Linked DNA regions of Danio rerio: region 1 is linked to region 2. Evidence: chromatin contacts called from public Hi-C data. All regions are on one chromosome and are shown on one strand. Each heading gives the region's core, a stretch centred on a gene start, on an enhancer-like site or on the middle of the called end of the contact. The rest is flanking DNA. Distances are from core to core; before and after follow the strand shown.

What was found. Hi-C and Micro-C count contacts between places; a contact is called where the count stands out from the background.
Region 1: a contact with region 2 is called in a Hi-C map of embryo, with 3 times the contacts expected there. The contact joins two enhancer-like sites. A contact is called at or near these places in 6 of 18 Hi-C or Micro-C datasets (caudal fin, embryo, gastrula embryo and 2 more) and 1 of 4 datasets of contacts at active chromatin or transcription factors (caudal fin).

What each region holds. Positions count from the first base shown.
Region 1 is chr15:20,521,587-20,524,819 of GRCz12tu, forward strand. The region is part of intron 1 of phldb1b (pleckstrin homology-like domain, family B, member 1b); the gene reads right to left. Among named protein-coding and RNA genes, the nearest start is that of phldb1b, 11 kb to the right of the region's middle. Within about 2 kb of position 1,920, at least 3 of the 62 cell types and tissues checked have an H3K27ac peak or open chromatin away from gene starts, as enhancers often do.
Region 2 is chr15:20,397,783-20,401,238 of GRCz12tu, forward strand. phldb1b (pleckstrin homology-like domain, family B, member 1b) reads right to left here. Exons shown (of 20, transcript XM_073923547.1): 16 at 1,576-1,666; 17 at 1,345-1,491. Among named protein-coding and RNA genes, the nearest start is that of atf5b, 90 kb to the left of the region's middle. Within about 2 kb of position 2,184, at least 3 of the 62 cell types and tissues checked have an H3K27ac peak or open chromatin away from gene starts, as enhancers often do.

The sequences.
Region 1 (3,233 bases), core at 670-3,169, 120 kb after region 2:
TTTGGTGCAAAAAAATGTAGCAAAGTCATCAGTAGTAAGTGTGGAGGATGCGGGTGGAGGAGGAGGATAGAGGAGGGAGGAAAATGTTTTAAAAAGTAGGCAAGGATTAGTGGCATTGTTGATTTTCTGACGGAAATATGTCTGCTTTGCAGAAGTAACCTTAGCTGAGAAAGAGGACAGAAGAGTTTGGTATGTTAAGAGCTGTGCAGGATTTTTAGTTTTCCGCCAAATTCTCTCTTCAGCCCGAAGTTTTGAGCAATGCTCACAGAGAGCATCCGAGAGCCAGGGTGCAGGAGGACTGGCACGGGCTGGCCTGGATGTAAGAGGACATAATTTGTCTAGACATGATGCTAGTGTGGAGCAGAGTGTATCAGTGGCACTGTTCGTATCAAGTGCAGAGAGTTTGCAAGATGGAGGAAGAGAGTCTGAAACAATGATAGATAATCTATTGGGTGAGAGAGAGCATAGTTTTCTGCGAAAGGCAACCAGTGTTGGAGTGTGTGGCGGCTCAGGAGTAATGTAGATGTTGAGGAACAGAAGGAAATGATCCGATATTTGTAGTGGAGTTACTAGTGTTTGATCAGTGAAGCAATGTCATGTGTAAATAAGGTCTAGCTGATTACCTGATTTGTGGGTAGCAGAAGTTATACACTGTTAATACACTGTTATAATACACTACACTGTTAATACACACACACACACACACACACACACACACACACACACACACACACACACATATATATATATATATATATATATATATATATATATATATATATATATATATATTTATATATATATATATATATATATATATATATATATATATATGTGTATATATACTGTACAACTTTAGTTGTTACTTTAGTCAACTGTATCAAATGAAATGAGTGTAGTTAACTCAAAATTTACTGAAAGTTAATTTTACTAATTTAAAGACTTTTGATCTCAGTGTTGAAGGTAATATGTTACCTCATACCTCATTACTTCAACTTAAATGGAGTGAGTTCCCAGTACTCATATAGATTCATTTTTTAACTCAAATGGTTAGTAGCAATCGGTTTTCTCAAACGGTTTGAGTTGCCTTTATTGGTTTTACACTTCTAAGTTGGTTTGAGTTCTCCATTTATTGGGTTTTATAGTGCTCAAATTGCTTCTTACTCAAATGGATTAAGTTTACGGTACTTAAGTAATTAGGATTAGTTTTTGAACTTAAATGGTTTGTTGCAATCAGTTCCCTTAAACGGTTTGAGTTACCTTAACTTTTTGGGTTTTACAGTATATATATATATATATATATATTTATATATATATATATATATATATATATATATATATATATATATATATATATATATATATATATATATATATATATATATATATATATATATATATATACTGTAAAACCCAAAAAGTTAAGGTAACTCAAACAGTTTAAGGGAACTGATATATATATATATATATATATATATATATATATATATATATATATATATATATATATATATATATATATATATATGTAGCAACCATAATTATTTATGATTAGTATACAATAAAAAATTGCCCTCCACGAGGAAATGCATCATACATTTCATCACTGAGCAGTACTGGATCAAATGTGCAGTTGTGTCATTTACAGAAATGGCACCAAAGCTTATGAGTATGATGTCATTTCAGCCAAAACAGGAATCAGCTTGTCAACTTCCCAGAAAAGTTACTTCAGCTCATAAACACTTCCAAACTACTATTGGCTCACCATGGTGATGATGCAATAGGTTCATTTAACCTTTTAAATGTCTTCTGTTAAGTCTGTCAAATGTCCATGAGTATATAAAAACAATGCTTTAGTAGAAAATACAATTCCAAGTGAAAGCATTAAAAATGTCTTGCTTTAAAGCAGAGATGCCCAAACTGGCCTGCGGGCCAAAGTTGGCCCTTTGTATCCTTTGATTTGGCTCGCCAGATGGAAAATGAATAGGATGGGTTGGGGAATGCCTTCTAACATGTCTTAACAGAGTTTGTCATTTCTATTTTAATGAACCTTTTGTTTGTTTATTTGTTCTATTGTTGAGCTACAAAAAAGCAAACTAAAATTAAATGTTTCCATTAAATGTTTTTTTAAATGTACATACTGTCACTTAACGAATAGGGGACAAAGCAGAAGACAACAGTGTGCAAATCAAGATAAAGGCAGGTTCAGCATGACTACTATATTTTGGCATTGAACTCCATTGTTTGGAGTGGTAAATTTTTTTTTTTTAAGTTTTATTGTGATTAGTTAACAAAATTGTGATTAGTTAACAATATACACATTTAAAAAATTTATTAAATAAGGGGGCGACAAGGTGGTTCAGTGGTTAGCACTGTCGCATCACAGCAGGAAAGTCGCTGGTTCAAGTCCTAGCTGGGCTAGTTGACATTTCAGTGTGGAGTTTGCATGTTCTCCCTGTGTTCGTGTGGGTTTCCTCCAGGTGCTCCGGTTTCCCCCACAGTCCAATCTAGACATGGGATAATAACCGTTTTCAAGGTATACCGCTGTTTGGAAAAGTCAAGGTTTTAAAACCGCCAAAATTTTCTGTGATACAGTTCCAAAGGCATATGTATGATTTTTTATTTACATTTTTTGTTTGTTTTTTAGGACAACAGAATCTACAGCAGAAAAAAATATCCAAATACGCCATTTATATAGTAATGAAATCTGTGTTTTTGAAGACAGCAGAAGTCAATGATTGATTTGAGTTATTTAGATTTACATGTTCACTGTTCCAAAATATCATAAATCTTTCAAAATACAAAATATATTGTTTTCAAAGGGGATTTTTTTTTTACCCAGTCATTTAAAAATAATAATAATATTTTAGAGCAGTAATCACAATACGGTTATACCGTGAAACCATGATAATTATATCTAAGGTTATCATACTATCAGAATCTTATACCAGCCCATGCCTAGTCCAAACACATGCTGTAAATTGAATAAACTAAATTGGCAGTAGTGTATGAGTGTAAATGTGTGTATGGTGTTTCCCAATACTGAGTTGCGACTGCAAGGGCATCCGCTGTGTAAAACATATGCTCGAAAAGTTGATAGCTTATTCTGTTGTGCCAACCTCTGAATAAAGGTACTAAGCTGAAGAAAAATGAATGAATGAATGAATAAATGAATAGAAAATACATTTGAAGTATTTCATTTCTATTTATCTATAGATTTTATGAAATAAATT
Region 2 (3,456 bases), core at 934-3,433:
TTAACAGAGCAAAGAAATTTTTCACAGTATGTCTGATAATATTTTTTCTTCATTTGTTTTATATCGGCTAGAATAAAAGCAGTTTTAGATAAAAAATAATAATAATTTTAAGGTCAAAATTATTAGCCCCTTTAGGCTATTTTTATCAATTATCTACAGAACAAACCATCGTTATACAATAACTTGCCTAATTACTCTAACCTACCTAGTTAACCTAATTAACATAGTTAAGCCTTTAAATGTCACTTTAAGCTGTATAGAAGTGTCTTGAAAAATATCTAGTCAAATATTATTTACTGTCATCATGGCAAAGATAAAATAAATCAGTTATTAGAAATGAGTTAATAAAACTATTATGTTTAGAAATGTGCTGAAAAAATCTTCTCTCCGTTAAACAGAAATTTGGGGAAAAAATGTATAATCAACATGCAGAAATAAAAAAAAAGGTAAAAAATGTTCACTTGTAAATTTTTTTAATTTATTTATGTGTTTAATTTAGCTTTTAATATTCAATCTATGCAATGTCAGTAATAGCTTATGTTACAACAAACTAAATAAAACAAATGTATATTTAGGATTCCTTTTACATTGTTTTAGAAAACATGTAAACTTATAACTTTAACTTTATATTATTTGCTGCATTTTTATTTGCATTTTAAATATTACTTTACTAATAAAGATACACTACAAATTTCATTTAATTATATTACAAATTGAATTAATTAATGTTACTTCTCTGTATGAATGACATTTTTGGAATTTTTTTTTATTTAAATTAATAATTTCCAATGAATATATAAACATGTTTTTAAAAACAAAGTAAAAAGAATGAGAAAAAAAACTCTTTTCTGTATGATCCCTTTATAGTTTTAGAAAACATATTAAAAATTTTGATTGTAACTTTATAATTAAAAATATAAATGTAAAAAATTTACAAATGTCATATAATTGAATTACTAATGGAATTAAGAAACGTTATTTCGCTTTATTGAGTAATTATTTTAAATCAAAAAGTCTTTAAAATTAATTATTTCTTTTATATATATATATATATATATATATATATATATATATATATATATATTAGATATATATCAGAATCAAGTGCAAAAATCTAATCAAATCAAAATTTAATTTAAAAAGTAAAACCAAATAAAACAAAAACTAAACAAAATTAAATTAATATAAAACTAAATAAAATAATAAAACTAAATAAAATAAAAAATACAAATAAAATAAAATAAAATAAAATTTGATTAAATTAAATACACTTAACAGCATAAAACAGCAGTCCATATTAAATCAGTCGGACGTCCGGCCCGTCGCTGATCTTTGACTGCTCACCTGAGAGAAGTTTCTGGCCCTCATCTTGACCTCCTTCTCGATGAGCTGCTGTCTGTGCAGCGTCTCCTCCTGCAGCCTCTTCTCGGCCTCCTCTCTCCTCCTCCGCTCCTCCTCCAGCATCAGTTTACGGCTCTGAGTCTCTCGCTCCTGCCGCCCAGAACACACTCATTAAACATGCACCCAGATGGATATTGTTACCATATCGACTTCATATCGACAACTGCAACTCACTCTAGACTCTATGAGCCGAGCTTTTTCCAGCTGCGCCTCCTTCAACATCTTCTCCATCTCTTCAATCTTCAACGCATCCATACCGCTGGCACTGCCAACACAAAAAAAAAAACAAAACAAAAACAAAAAATAAGTCAGTCTCCATTAACTACTGTTTACTGAGAGGGAGAATCGACTACGTTTGAAGCAACATTTAAGTTGCGCAAGCGTTGGGCGATAGTGCCCGTCGGTCATCAGTGATGGAATTGAGAGCAGCAGAAGTGAGATTACGAAACGTTTCGTCATATATGAAAATACAGCCGGATTGCACATACAGTACAAGCATGAAAATCTGCCGTGAAACATGAAATGAAGCACACACAGACTATAAACACGGAACGAGAAAAATGTGTAGTGGATTTTTTTTCTCTGGAGAAGACGCGCGGAGTAGCTTGAAGCTTTATGAAGACAAGAGTAAACAAACTGCTTGAGAACATTTCAAGTAAACAAAGTGTCTCGTGAGAGAGAAACAGCTGAAGGCCGTGTGTTTACAAAGCGCTGTGTCCCGCTCGGTCCTGCTCCTCCGTACTTCACTGCCTTTTGTTTACAGCATCTTCACGCGTTTCCCCATGACGAAGCTTGTAACTGGAGACTTCATGTCAAGGGCTGAACTGGGTTGCAGGCTATTCTGTAGCCAAATGAGAACGCCTTTGAAATTGAGTTGTCGAATTCGGTTCATTCCTGAAATTGTTCTGAATATTTGGATCTAAATTCAAATAGAACGGCATTCTGAGAGATTTTTTTTTTTATACCAGTGGGTACCTTGATGTAAAAATGACAAAAAAACTTGACAAAATGCAAATCAATTTGATGTCAAAATCTTGGCGTCTACTTAACATCCACACATTGATGGCCTTTTGACCAACAAAATAATGACATAAAAGTATTATGACATGAGAGAGTTGTTTATTCTTTATCTGAAAGCTTGAAGCCCAAGTTCTAAAATTACACTGCATTTTGTATCTCTACAATTTATGTAACTTTTATGTCAAAAATGATATCAAATTAACATCTTACATTACGGTCAAAAAGATTTTGGACACCAGAGTTGTATGTCAATTTGATATAAAGGTAGTTAATTGTCATCAAATTGATTAGCATTTTAAACGCTTTCATTCTGATGTTTTTGTTTACATCAAGGTGTCCACTGGGATGGCTGGAAGTGTACTTAAATAATACATTTGTATGATTAACGAGTGTACTTTTAATAATGCAGTAATACTGTTCAAAGGTTTAAGAATCAGAAAGAGATATATTTTATTTAACTTTATTAAAAAATGTTTTATTCTGCAAAATTAAATGTAGATTTTAATAATACACTGACATTTTTACACTAAATAGTTTCAAATTAAGATTTAAATTATTTTTATTGTTTTATTTTTTAAAGAATTTATTCATTTATTCAGTAAAATAAAATAAAAAATAGGCACAGGACGCTAACCGTTGTCAAGGTACTGTATACCTCGGTTTTAAAACCGCCAACATTTTCTGTTATATTATTCCTCTGATATACATAAAAAACTTTATTTATTTATTTATTTATTTTTTGTTTTGTTTTATAGGACTAAAGTATTTCCAGCAGAAAAGATATCCTAAGATGCTGTTTAAAATGATAAAGAAATCAGTGTTTTTGAAACTAATGATGACAGCAGAAGTCAATGATTGCTTTGAATTATTTAGCCTGACATGTTTACTGTACCAAAATATTTTAAATGTTTCTTAAAATAAAATATATTGCGTTCAAGAGAAAAAAAAAGTATTTTTTTACCCAGACATTTAAAAGAATATATTTTAGAGCAGTAATAAAAATACCATGAAACTGTGATATTTTTATTCAAGGTT